3 separate regions of the Zea mays genome follow, and regions 1 and 3 are each linked to region 2. A link is a contact called in public Hi-C data. All regions are on one chromosome and are shown on one strand. Each heading gives the region's core, a stretch centred on a gene start, on an enhancer-like site or on the middle of the called end of the contact. The rest is flanking DNA. Distances are from core to core; before and after follow the strand shown. Region 1 holds the start of LOC103643458 (serine/threonine protein phosphatase 2A regulatory subunit B''beta). Region 2 holds the start of LOC103643455 (probable methyltransferase PMT1). Region 3 holds the start of LOC542598 (malate dehydrogenase 5).

The links. Hi-C and Micro-C count contacts between places; a contact is called where the count stands out from the background.
Region 1: a contact with region 2 is called in a Hi-C map of leaf, with 2.2 times the contacts expected there. The contact joins the promoter of LOC103643458 here to the promoter of LOC103643455 in region 2. A contact is called at or near these places in 6 of 25 Hi-C or Micro-C datasets (endosperm, leaf, tassel and 1 more).
Region 3: a Hi-C map of leaf shows a contact between it and region 2, with 6 times the contacts expected there. The contact joins the promoter of LOC542598 here to the promoter of LOC103643455 in region 2. A contact is called at or near these places in 4 of 25 Hi-C or Micro-C datasets (ear, leaf, leaf mesophyll and 1 more).

The regions. Positions count from the first base shown.
Region 1 is chr1:237,760,742-237,765,470 of Zm-B73-REFERENCE-NAM-5.0, forward strand. It overlaps LOC103643458 (serine/threonine protein phosphatase 2A regulatory subunit B''beta), which reads right to left and starts at 2,340. Exons shown (of 13, transcript XM_008666659.4): 1 at 1,833-2,340. The coding sequence starts at 1,982. It overlaps LOC103643459, which reads left to right and starts at 2,869. Exons shown (of 2, transcript XM_008666660.2): 1 at 2,869-3,348; 2 at 3,425-3,602. The coding sequence starts at 2,869. The coding sequence ends at 3,592.
Region 2 is chr1:237,422,150-237,426,979 of Zm-B73-REFERENCE-NAM-5.0, forward strand. LOC103643455 (probable methyltransferase PMT1) reads right to left here and starts at 2,123. Exons shown (of 8, transcript XM_008666650.3): 1 at 1,928-2,123; 2 at 656-987; 3 at 410-574; 4 at 1-8. The coding sequence starts at 892.
Region 3 is chr1:237,026,072-237,030,768 of Zm-B73-REFERENCE-NAM-5.0, forward strand. LOC542598 (malate dehydrogenase 5) reads right to left here and starts at 2,604. Exons shown (of 7, transcript NM_001112133.2): 1 at 2,484-2,604; 2 at 1-148. The coding sequence starts at 2,526.

The DNA.
Region 1 (4,729 bases), core at 1,090-3,589, 340 kb after region 2:
TTTAGTTAAATAATGCTGCTCCCTATTCTATTCTACCGGCGGCTGCCCTGTGCCCTCTCTGCTTGATTCCAATGGCTGCCCTCTCTCTTGATTCCGGCGTCTGCCCTCTTCCGGCGGTGCTTCCAGCGGCTGCTCTCTGACCTCTCGGCGGCGGCGGCGACCCAGCAGCCTGCGCAGCGGCAAGATGAGTACATCGTCTGAAGATCTGTTCCCCTCTTGAATTCCCCTCTGCGCTCTTGAATTCACCTCTGTTTCCTGTTGCGCGCCTTTGCTCCCCTCTGCTTCCCACTGTGCGACTGCGATCTATGCCTCAATTTCTTCCATTCCTTGTGTATGTGTAGAGAGGGATTGGCGCCATGAACATGCAGCAGCTGTTGAACGTGCAGTAGCGAGTTAGTGACTGACTGATGGTCTGAAATCTGAATTGTCCAGTTCCAGTATTCAATATCCATATTCGCTATGTTTGGTATAGCCTCCTATATGCTATATATATAGGTCCTGTAAATATGCAGGACGACTGCGACCAGGTCGATTAGGACCTGATTAGTCGACCTAATTGTCGTCCTTATCGTTATTAGTCGCCTGATCGCCCGGGTGGATCGACTAGCAAGTCAACCGACTTGAAATCATTGCTCCGACGGTCAGAGGCGCTTGTTCTGTTGTTCATCTCATGCGGAAGGGCCAAGCACCAACAGGCAGTGCCAGTGTGCTGCTGCAGTGGAGCATGGACGTGCACTGGTGCACATGCCCACCAGAAGCCAGCGTACATGCAGCCTGATCTGCATGGCTGCAAGGTGCAGGCCTGCAGGCTCTAGTGCTTAGCGACAAACAAATAAGGGCACATCAGCACAGGCAACAACTCAACAATTTAGGAGACAGGAAGTTTCTTATTTTCATCTTTTTCTTCTTCAAATGCTTCAGATGATAGATGAACTATAGAGATCAGTGAACTGTTTTGTTTTTTGTGGTTTGTCATACATCTCTTATTCTTCGTATTTCCATCTTTTGTGTATTTGTGCATCAATTGATAAATAATAAAGAATAAACGATCTAATTCAATCTAAAATGGAAACATAAGATAGGTTTATTATAAAATATAATCACATGTCATCTGAAATCATAGGTTTATTGTTCTATATAGAAAGGCCTCAGTTTAGAGTTTGGCACATGCCCTGATTTATGCAAGGACAGTTCTGACAGCAATAAAAATAAGAATTCAGACTAAGACAAGATTCGCATGCACCAGGCTAGTTCCTATATCATTGTTGACGTGAAACACAGCTTAGGCGACACTAATCAGGTCACTGATATGGCACATATCTCCTGCAAATATGATACATGCTCATGTCACCAAATGACCAAAATTTAAAAAACAATGGTAGTGTAGATAACAATAAAGTAATTCAATAAGGCTAAGATCACTCCCGGCAATAAGTTGCTTTTAGTCTGGTAGTGACATTTAGCCTCATGTGGTATTATACTGAAATATACCAGTCAGCCCAGTTACAATGAAATTTACATTGCCGAGCTTCCAAGAACAAGATCATAGACAAAGAAACATAAGTACGAATAAAGACAAACCAAACCACTAAATGAACCCTGCACTTTGATCTACTAAAGTCCATCATCATACTTCATCTAAGTCACAAGCTGGTAAATGCGATACGAAATAATGACCTAACCAGTAGGCGCCGCAGCGCAAAGGACACCAAACGAAACGTTCGAAAGATGTTTCCAACTTGTCTGAGCCTAACATCAGAGTCCAGGGAAATTTAAGCACAAACCAAAGCAGCAAGCAAGCGAGGAAGGCGACAGGACGCGTAAAAGGATACCAGCTTGGTCGTCTCGGGTAGCACGAGCCACTGCGAATACAGCGCATCAGCTATGGAGTTCTCACGAAGCGCGCCCGGCGCGAGCTCCGCCAGCTGCAGCAGCTCCGGGTCCAGCGCTGCCGCGTCCCTCCTCGCCGGCTCCACCTCCATTACTTCCAAGCTCTGGAGGCCTTCTCATACACCAAGCGGGCCACCAAAACCCAGATCTGCCCCCGCGCGTCCGGACGCTGTTCCGGCGGGGAGGAAGGGCCCAAATCCGAGCTCAGCGGGATCAGCTAGGAGCAACGAAGTAGGATCGAGCGCCGGCAGCGGCGGGATCTGAAGCGACGGCTGGAGGTGGGGCGGTAGCAGGTGAAACCCTAGGCAAGCAGCCGAGCGAGGAGGAAATGAGCGACGGCAAGACGGTGGTGCACGTCGATATAACAGCGGAGTGCAAAATAAATTGATCTTTCGGATGCCACTTTCGGTTTGGGGTAAAGCTATAGCTAGAATTGAGCAAAATAATTAGGAGGTGTTTGGTTTTTAGGGACTAATGTTTAGTCCCTAGATTTTATTCCAATTTAGTTCCAAAATTGCCAAATATAGAAACTAAAATAATTAGTTTCTATATTTAGCAATTTATATACTAAAAAGGAATAAAATGAAGGGACTAAACATTAGTCCCTAGAAACCAAACACTCCTTTAGTCTTTCCGAGTAGATCCATATATACACTTTTTTTAATTCCTACTGTAACTAGCAAATTACACGTTGCTACATGTTATGTTAATCTAGACTACTATATTAAGGTTGTAAGGGATAGTCTGCCTACATCTAGTTCTGCCTCGCGCGAATCTCGATCGTCCATCTATACCAATTTCGACCGTCCGTCGTTGCGCCCCGCGCCTCCGCCATCTGATCCGCCAACCGGCCTCCCTCCCCGTGCGCATCGCCGCCAGCAGCCAACCGGCCACCCCCATCCTCGCGTGAATCCCGTGCGCATCGCCAAAGTAATAATCACATACAGTAAATCATTCGATCTCCACCGGCCTCCTCCAATGACCGTAGCCGGAGCCATTCGCCGCCGGCGAGCATCGCGACCCCATCTCCCTCTCTTCGTCCTCGTCCTACTTTTCTCTACTCTAACCCCACGTACTTCGGCGCTCCGCGTTCCGCTCCGCCACGCAGCAACCCTCGTCTCCCTCTCCCATTCGCTCCTCTCCTGCGCCGCCATCACACGTGTTGCTCGTGGGGACGCCGCGGCGGCCGCACGTGTACGGCGAATCGCTTCCCTCCTGTCGTCCCGTGGTGCGTGGGGACTCGGCTGGGACTACCTCCGCCACTACGCCTTCTCCTCGGCCATCGGATGCGGCCTCTCCTGCGCAGTCGCCGCCTCTCGTCTCATCGCCGCTGTCGCGCAGGCCTCGCGCTTACGTTCCGCCACTGACGCTGCGCAGTGGATGCGCCTACACTACGACGACATCTGCGACGTCGCCACGCAGCTTCTGAACGGGCTTCTACTCGCCTTCTCCGAAGAGGTAACTGACCTATTCACTCGTGGTGCCTCTGATTCACACATTGCTCTGTCGATTTGTGACATTTGTTGCGGTTTAGGGGCCATTGAGAGAGGTGTTCATGGATATTAAGTGGGAGGTGGAGGAAGGGGAATTGCTGAAGGATTGCCTGGAAGTGGGAGCTAAGGACTTAAAGGGTTTGCTTGTCATTGCCAAAGATCTCTTCGCTGGTGTTTCAAGGACTTCTACGCAGCATAGCGAGCTCTGAGGTTTGGTGACTTTAAATTTGCCTTTTCTGATCGTTTCAGGAACTCACGCATGCTTGTGTAATTTAGTTTACTTTAGAGACCTGATGTTGATCTGTACTGTACAGAAATTAAACCCTTGTGATATCACTGTTGTGTCTGCTACTAATGGGTTTTGAATTTTGAGCTGTGCATATTTTTGCTAATCTGAATCCATTTGTGATCATGGCACTACCAATAACTTTGGTCCTTTTTTCTCAATGCACATGCTATTTTATTGATTTAGTGGAAATGTTGCGCGTGAAACTGTTCTATGCAAACATTGGATAGAGATACTATTAGATGTAGTTATTCTCCATTTGGGTATTTAAATAAAAGCTGCAGATATTTGCATTGTGGATTTTGAATGTAAGAGTTTAGATATGCCCTTTTTCGGTATTAGGAGCTCATACTTTTTATCCCAAAAGAGATGATTCTGATGCCAAGAATTTAAGGTATAAAAAAGATGAATCAGCCATGCTGCCCACAATATGTCCTATAACTGTCTTTCCAATTTATGTTTGCTCAATTTTCTCTCCAAGCAAAGAGGTATTAGTAATAATGATTGTAGGTTTTTGTCTAGCGAGGATGGAATCTCAAGAGAAAAATATTGTACTTCCTATCCCCCAAGGAGATAATACACTGTCAATAGATGAATCTCTACTTGTGTGTTTGTCTCATAACAAGCCAAAAAATCGATGTCAACTGCAATAGTTCCGAAAGGTATTATAACTTCCATAGCATTGTATGGATCAATTTGTATTTTTTGATTGCAAGTGATCTCTGTTTCATCTCATGACTGTTTTGTTCCTAGATTATATTTTCACGCAGGGTGATCTTGCACTCATCGATTGAAACGGTTTCGTGAAGAATTGACATGGCATAATTATGAAAATGAGTGGTGTGTTGCATGTAATTGCTTTTAAAAAGATTGGGATGGTTCTAAGTTATATTTTTACATGACTAATAACAAGACTTTCAAACCTTTTCTTGGTTGTCCATACGAATTGACATGTTGATTCAATTCCAATCATGGTTCTGTTACCTTTCATTAGTGTGGCTGTATAACAGCTCCACTTTTAAAAAAATGAATTAATGAGTCATATTTTCATAGGGCCATT
Region 2 (4,830 bases), core at 873-3,372:
ATAGGGACCTGGAAAAAAAATTGTGGGTCGGATACAGCTCAGCAAGGATGCAATCAAACAGAACTAATTTCAGATAGGAAGGTCAGTCTGTCAGGGCACGTGTTATTAACAAGAAAAAAATATGAATAAAACAGAAAAGCACAGGGAAAACTTATAACCATGTCTTGAGACAACTAAGGCAAAATTATCTTAGTCAACTTGCAAAAGAGCTTGTATTATTGATCGAATGAAGCACATACTACTATATACAAGATGCAGTATTGCAGTTGCTGCAAATATTACATTAAAAAGACTGGTTGAAAGCTTGAAATAGTCAGTCTATGAACTCAAGTCAAGCGAAGATATATCTCATGCAAGATCTAATTGGAATAAAAGAACACTTTGAGAGAAGAGTTAGATCAGTAGTGACCTTATAGCCATGTGGTGGAGGAATCAAGCAATTAAAACGCCTTTCAGGTGGAGGGCAATGCCTCTCATAGTGCTCCATCAGGTTTAAATCCAGCTTCAGCCTCATTTGATATATCAAGTTCCGATCCAAGCAGGGGATCAGCTCAGAGTGCCGGTCATCACACACCTAAACACCCAATAAAAAACACTTACAATCATGAATAGACAATCCACAAAAGAAAAGGACTGATCACTCGTTGGGACTTACAAGAAAGCTCTTAGGCTTGACATCATCTGCATCCCCGGTTCCAAAAATGGACTCTTCAGAACCATCATCACTGCCCCATCCAAGTGACCGTGAGAATTTGGTCCCGTACTCAAATGCGGTGCTCCCAGCCTGTCCATTGGAGCCCGAGAAATACAAGAAGAGGAGGCATAGGCACACGATCATCACACAGCACAGCACAACCGGCTTGCTGTTCCCGGAGTCATTTCTCCCCCTCATCTCGGATCCTAACTTGCCTTGCCCTCCCTCTAGTAAGCACAGGCCCCAGGATTCATAAACGACTGACTGGAATTCCTCCCCTCTCAGTCACAGATCTGCAAAGAACATCAATCCTCAGAAACAACCCTATCACTGTCAGAAGCTATCAGTAAACAAGAAACCCTACCACAAACACACAACCTGCAGAACTGAAACCAAGATGGAAGCCTCCGAAGAACGGAAATCGTTGGGAAGAATTAAATTCTCCAATCAAACGCCACAAGACATGTCCAATATGCAATTAAACGGGGAATTTCCTGTCAAGTAAGCCAACCTTCAGTGCCCAAAGCTGAAAAAGAAACAGCAGCAGCAGTGAAGTGGGGGACAGAACACAAAGAGCAAAGACCACCACCCCTTTAAATAAAGCTCCCTTTTGCGGGGTTCCGATCTCGGGGGTTCTTGTTGGAGGAAGCGGGCTTGGAGTTCGGTTCACCCGCACCGAAACTTACGAACTTGGATTAGGCGGCAGAGCATACACGGAAAAGAAAATTCGGATTTGACGCTTTTTTTTATTAGGCAACCAGACGCATAAAAAAACTTTGAATTTGACGCGGTTCAAATGCGCGACAGCGACGAGCACCACTGCGGCAGGGTACAGCAGTGCGACGCGTGATGGAAGTGGAATACGTGCGGCGCAAGAGCAGAAACAGATTGAAAAATCGCAAACTAACCACTTGAACGCGCAGCCTACTCCCAAAACTGACGAAACCAACTGAATCCTAATAGACGAGAAAAACACCGAACGGAAGCAACAACAGCACGGGATAGAAAATCCACCGCGACCGCTGCGCAGGCACCGGGCTGAAATCGCGCAAGCGAGCGCGCGTATCCACGGCTGCTGCTACCTCCGGCGAATCCCGTCGGCTCCGAGGGAGCGCCGGGCCATGCGAACGGCGGCAACAGATCGAGCAAGGCTGCCCCGCCCGAGGCGGCGGCCCGCATTGCGTCGCGGGCCGGCCGAGAGGAGGGAAGGGGTGGAGGGACAGAGCAATGCACCGTATCGCGGGTCGCAGCGCCACCGCGGGGCGCGGTCGTCTCCGGTCTCAGGGCAGGGTCGGGGCGGAGAGGCAACCAGTCGCGGGGCGAGCGAGCGAGCGAGAGCCAGCGGAAGGCCTCGACTTGCGGGGTAGTCGGGTAGAGCGAGCGAATGTGGGTATTGGCCTATTGGATGAAAGCTGGGCTGCGGTGAGTTAGTGGCAGGATGACGACGACGCGGGGATTAATAATTAATAGTAACATGACAATTAACTATAGATGTTTAATAAGCACGAGGCACGCGAGCCCGACACAAAGCCCGTTGTTTGGGTCTGGTTTGAGCCCGGCACGGCCCGGTTCTATGCGGGTTCGGACCGGCCTAGACAGAAAACTAGGCATGGTAGGCTAGCACAGCACGGCCTATTTACCCTAAACCCGTTAAATCCGTTTTTTTGCACTAAAACGTGTTTACCGGCCCGTTTAGCTGCTTTTCGGTCCGCTTTTTCGTGCTAAACGGGACAGCCCGACCTGTTTAGGCCCACTGCGGGCCGGGCTCGACCAAGAAATCGAGCCTGTGGGCTTAAACGGTCCGGCCTAGTTTTCTAACCGTGCCTGGCGGGTCGGGCCCAGGCCGGACCGGGCCGGGCGGCCCGTTTGGCCATCTCTACAATTATCTGAGCCCAGCAGATTTTCACGGATCGGTTTATGAAAGTAAAAAATAGACAAAAACGGATTTAGATTGTATACCGCGGCTGCTTATCCATCCTACCTTTCGTCATATCTCTTAAGGCTAATTTGAAAGCCACAAAACCTAAAGGGATTGAAGAATCTAAAATTTCACTTATTCAATTTGAATAAAAGGGGGATTTTAGTCCCTTAAAACACTCTGGTATTTTAACTCCTAAATTAGTCCTAATTTTAAACTTAGATCTCGTTTGGTTTCAGGGAGTAAAGATTATTAGTCTCTTCATTTTAGTCTTTAAATTATCAAACGGTGGGACTAAAACATAGACTAAAATAGTCTCTAGTGACTAAATTGTCAAACAGTGGGAGTGACTAAAAAGAATTAAATCATATTAATTTCACTTTTCACCCCTCATTTATTTCAATTGCACTATTTTTGCGGGAAAATGCTAAAAGGCATTTTGGTCTTTTTATGATTCATTTAATGTGTTCTTGATACTTTAGTCCCTACAACCAAAGCAGCGCAGAGACTAAACTTTAAGACTCGTTTGGTTTGAAAGACTAAAGATTAGTTTCTCTATTTTAGTATCAATTAATCACTAAATTGTCAAACAATGAGACTAAAATAGAGACTAAACAGTTTGTCTCTAGTCTCTCGAGAGGTGACTAAAAGTGACTAAATCATATTAATTCCACTTTTGCCCTCCTTTATTTTAGTTGAACTAATGGCGGGAGAATGCTAAAGGGTATTTTGGTCCTCTTATGAATCATTTAATGCGTTCTGAATACTTTTAGTCCCAAGAACCAAACAGGATAGAGACCAAACTTCAGTCATTTAACTAAACTTTAGTCCATAGACTAAAGAACCAAACCAAACGAGCCATGTTTGATTTTCTTAGTCCATACTAAAGTTTAGTCCATAACTCGTTTGGTTATAGAGACTAATAAGTAGTAAGAACACATTAAACGACTCATAAGACACTAAAAATGCTCCCTTAACATTCTCATACTACTAGTGCAATTGAAATAAATGAAGGGCAAATATGAAATTATTATGGTTTAATCCATTTTAGTCACACTTTGAGGGACTAGGGACTAAAGCAGTTTAGTCTCTATTTTAGTCCCACTATTTGGCAATTTAAAGACTAAAGGCTTGTTTGGTTTGTGACTAAATATGTCACACTTTGCTTAAGATTAGTCGTCCGAATTGAATAACTAACCTTACGCAAAAAAAAGTTACATAAACTATGGCAACTTAGCTAGCGAACCAAACATGACTTAAATGTGATTAAAATAGAGAAACTAATCTTAGTCCCTAAAACCAACCAAACGGGCCCTAAAGTAACCAAACAACTCTTAAAACTGTACAGCCGTGAGTACGAGGAAGAGCTGGATGCTGAGAGGAACAGAATAAATCTTAGATTAGCATCAGATTTAGCGGCGTTGGTTGGGAATTTTGGACAGAATATTTCTGTCGGCGTCCGTCTAGTGGTGCCACTGTAGTGACGCTACTGTTTGCCTGTGCATCATGGCGCTGCCGACCTGCCGTGCTCTTGTCACGTGAGCCAGATTCCACGCTCGCTTTTCAATTCTAATTAAAAAAGATTTTCCCCCCATTTCGACATGCTGGTATCAAATCGCACGCCATTGCTACAAGAATCAGCGGGGGCATTGTTACCAGAACAGCAAATAATTGCGCAGAATTAAATCTCCGAGAAGAGTTATCTGCCCGATCAGACGGATGGCCAACCAATCGCATCCCCCATCGGAATCAAAGCTGTGTCGGCTCTCAATATCTCATGAGAGAAGAGATGGGCCCCGGCTCCTCGAGCCTGCCTGCTTGCGCACAGGAATGTACGATCTGAGATCCGGACACAGCTTGTGCACGCAGGCACCGACGCACTGGCTGCCCAGTGGTGAGGTGGACTGGAGCGATTGCTGAAGCCTAGAGAGTAGACAGACTCACACAAGAGAGCGAAAATTTTTTTTGGTGCAGCTGCAGCCACCCCTCACAAAAGCAGGATTGATCCCACCTACAGATCCACCAGATAACGTTTTAGTTATGTTATTGCTGCTACAAGTGGGGTCAATCCTTTTTTTTGTGTGAAAGGCTGCAAACATCCTAGTTTGCAGCCGGCTGCACCAAATTTTTTTCCAGAGAGAGAGCATAGCCGCACAGGACCGCCTACACTCTACAGTGACCCCCACTGAGACAGCAGACAGACACATGTGGTGCCCGC
Region 3 (4,697 bases), core at 1,354-3,853, 400 kb before region 2:
GGAAACGCAGCATCAACCAACTCCATCTTAACACCATTAAGGGCTTCAGCTGCTGGCGGAATGTCAAGCATGTGCAGAATAACAGGCTGGTCTGCACCAAGCATAACACCCCTAGCAATCATGGGAACCAGGGCATATCCAATTTGTCCTATCAAACAACAAACAAATTAGCTCAACGCACCTAAAGATGAGCACAAATTAGAGAAAGATCCGTTCAAAATGTCCCTTTGTACAAATCCCTTTTACTGTGGTAACAGTGAGAGAATGAAATTGTAATAGGAAGTCAGCACCAAAGATGCAAATCAGTATGGTTGAGTGCTAACTTCTGAGAACTAAAATATACGTAACCACAGACTAGTTCCTCTCAATTCCCAGTATGGCAAGCAATTTTATCAGATAGTATTGTAAAACATTGTGGGAATGAGAAATTCAATTGAAAAGCTACTTAAAATGACCAGAATCGGTGTTTTTAACCCCAGAAGTTCTAGAAGGTAGTACTGCATCTACTAGGTTCATCTAAAGACCTAATGGCACATCCTACAGTACTTTCCTGAACAAGGAGCCACCAACTAAACAAATATATCAATACCCATAGTGGTCACCAGAAAGTGAGATCATTCTTCGGATGTAAAACTAGCCAGAAAATTTTTGATGGGTCATTGGTTGGTAGCGTCAACATCCTCCACCAATTTTTGTCATGCTGCTTCAAATTTGGGAATGACTAATCTCCATCCTCAGGCTTACAACATGACATTGGGTTTACAACTTAAAATAAGAAAATAAAACCCAAAAAAAAACCTCACCCATATGTTGGGCGCAAATCAGTAGTAAGATTTTGGATCCAAATTCACCCTCTCTGTCACAATGACAATCACTCGTCGACTAAGATTTTCATGACAAAATTGTTTGCTATGAAAGCACATGGTATCCATGGCACCTTTTGTGAATTGCACAATGACGTACGTGTCCATGCAAAGAAGAATGCAACACCCTATCCTATCATAGCATGTGGCAACCTCAAAGCCAGAACATACTCTTGCTCCTCATTCTATTATGCTACATGGAGACACCTTTACTGCTGATATGGAGTAGATCTTTAAAACAATATGACAATTATTGAATTAGCAAATATCATCCCAGGTACCGGAACAGGTGAGGGAAGGTCACTATCACCATAAGAACAAGCATCATATTTTAACTCAGTACAAGCATATAAAAATGGAACTAGTAAATACGCATTGTACACCAACTCTAATACCATCAAATATGACACAAGCAGTAGACAATTGTTGTATCACAGTAGATGCTTATAAGGGGGTGTTTGGTTCTGTGGACTAAAGTTTAGCCCGGGTCACATCAAGCGTTTGACTTTCAAATAGGAGTATAAAATATTGACCCAACCAACTGTACTAGATTCGTCTCACTTTTTAATCTTCGGCTGAGAAATTAGTTTTATAATCCGACTACATTTAATACCCCGAACGGAGGTTCAAACATTCGATGTGATAGGGGCTAAATTTTAGCAGGGGCAAACCAAACACCCCCTAAGAATAGCTCAATAATATACAAGAAAAGTGTCAAGCACGCTGTGCAATTTTATAACTGAATGCCAGACATATGCTACCATAAATAAGCAGGATATTAACTAACTTTTGGCTAATCCATACCAAACCCTGTGGTTATGATAATAGAAATGCAAGAACTCAGATGACATGCTACAAAAGATGAAAAGAGTGAACGCGTCAAGCATGGGCCCCAAACAACTGCAGCCTGGACCCCTGGATGCCTACACCACCATCCTTAATGTTTGAGGAAGTTCCATTACATTACATGATTATTAAGGCACCTATCTGAACAGCTAAAAGGTTACATCACTCACGCAGTGATCGTGTAGACAGAATTCATGCAAGTTTAGCACGTAAACTCCATGGGTGGAGTACCTAGATCTGTAACTTAAGTCCCACCAGATAGTCTGATGGGATGAAATATATCAAAACCACTCGCTCCAAAACGCCGTTGACTCCAAAACCACCGGATCCGAACCTGCTGCTATCCCGGAGCCCTTAAGGTTCAACTAGAGATCGCAGCAGTAAAATCAACTATCTAAAGAGTAAGCAGTTAATTAAGTGCAGCTAGCGAGTCAACTGGATCAAGTGACTACCACGAGGATCTACCCATCAAGCCCAACCACTGATCAGATCAGCTAGCACCGCGGATCGGTTCAACTTCACCGACTGAACAAGGAGAGTGACAGTGAGCCCTTCTACAGTTCTACTGGCCAAAACTACGTCAACCCAAACGCCCTAAACACCATCAGATCGAGCGATAAAAACTGAGATCTAGCGAGTTAAGCACACTCTAAACCACACAGGATCGGATCGAGCTCGGGCTCAGGCTCGGGCGGACTAGGCCAGATCCGAGCCGGGACCAGACGACACCGGATACTACGCGGATCGGGAAGGAGGGAAGGTTCAGCACCGTACCTGCGGCGCCAGTGACGAGCACGCGCATTGGTTCCTTCGCCATCGGTGCGAGTGGAGGAGGCGGCGGGGAGCTTCGAGAAGGTTCTGGAAGCGGGGGTTTGGGAGTGGCTTTGGAGGCTGCGGCAACCAAGGGATAGCGAAGAGAACGCGGCAATGGGTGGCCACTATTTAACAACGTCGCTGTGACGGGGAAGCCTTGGGAATCCACTGTCACACGCCCCGATAATGACAGCGTGCTTATCAGTAACTGACAATTGGCCCGACACCAGCGGGCCCCTGACGTCAGTGTGCTATGTTGGCTCTGATTGGTTGGTGTGTCTTTAGGCAGGAGACTCGCAAGTGACGGCGTGACGCTTGACGCTGTGGGCGCTGGCCCACCGCCCACGGCTTCGGCGATGAATACTACGTACAGTAGTACGGAGTGGAGCAAGATGGTGGGGTCCTTCTGTCAGTTAGACAGCATGGCAGCTTGGCAAGCTGGATGATGCTCGATTGATTTCTGCATTTTTCTTGCGAGCTGTTTTACAGGACCGAAGCGGCGACATTATCGTTGTGGAGGAGATGTCTCTCGAGATTCGAGAAGCGTGGCGTGAGGAAGATGGCACTCATTCACGATAGGGTTGGTGATAGGTTTGATAGGTACCGATGGCTTTGATCACCAGCCGTTTTTTTATCCACACATCTAAAGATTTGAAAGCTACTTCGACCGATAGGGAAACGCGATGTGACGATACTTTTTCTTACTACTATGTTTGGTTGGGACTTGGGAGTAAGAGCAATTACAATAATAAACTCTAAGTCTGCTTACATGACATTTTTATTTATGTGGTATGGTCGATTGTCCACACCATTAATTAAAGCAATCAATCTGTACTTTACTTTTTTGTCCTATGAATAGCCAGTAGCATAGCTTTCTTCATCTCAATCTTCACCGCGACTATACGTCGTCTAGAGACGTCTTGGGTGTCATGTCGATCCCAAGACAAACCCTATGATCTCCCTCCCTGACGAAGTCCCTTACCAGGGGCGAGATCCAGGTGTCGATAGAGAACGTTGCCGCCCTACGCTTGCGCGGACCATCTGGCTCGGCGCAGGGAACCCAGCTCCTGTTGTCTAGGTCGCGGACCATCTGGCCCTAGGCCGCGGACCGTCCGCGCCGCCGCAGAGATTGACGGCCCTAGCTTGCCGAGCTGAACAACTCCAGTGATTGGCGCCCAGATCTGCGTCAACACAGTTTTTGATGACTCCGCTAGGAAAACTGAGATTGGATTTACCAGATCGGTGTCATATGGTCGGTTCAAAGGAAACACCGATATTTTCTCTAGCAACATCAAGCCGACTACGAATGACCTGTAGGTTGAAAAATATCATAGGCTGGAAAACGCCAGGAAAAAGATGCAGACATAACTCGAAGAGTTGTTCTTGACTGATTTCAAGGTCGACTGAAGCCAGAAGCTCATCCGACAGAGAGAATATAACCCTGGTGAATCTTCGTCCTGCTACAATCAGACCCAGCGCTGTAAGTAAATACGATGACATCCAATCTCTTCGATCTTACGTAGAGGAACAGTGGGGATAGATGCAACAAATCTTAGGGGCATACAAGAGGATTATACGAGGCTAAACATGTGTTTGATAAATCTGTTATTACTAGTTTTTCATCACACGATGCACAAACTAAAGAAAACCTACAGTACCCATCGGCTGCAAAATGGGCATGCCCAGTCCCAACCCTTTTATGAGATGCCGATGAACTCCTATAACGGCTAGCCACATCCTCCACCACCCTATATGGGAACAACCCTTGCCCCTGTGCATAGACGAATAGTCCAGGCCTGAGGCCGAACGGTCGGGTCCAACAGTAGTTGGTACCGTCCCTCACGACGAGCCACTGAAAGCTACACAAGGGACAATAGAGATGCTCGGACCATGCGGATATACGATCGGACCGTCCGGGCACGTCACCGGACCGTCTGGATATTACACCAGATCGTCCGCAATAGGGTATGAGGAGCAGAACATAGAATATTACCAGCAACCCTACTACCAGCCCCCAACTAACGTCTTTCTAGCACCCACGGCCCCTCAAGAACGTAGAATGATCTCACCCACACATAGGTATGAACCCTTTTCGGGCCCCAGAAGACCGGAAAGATCTCTAACATGCAATATGGAGTACCTAGGGGCAATGTTAACGCCCCACATAACCCAAAT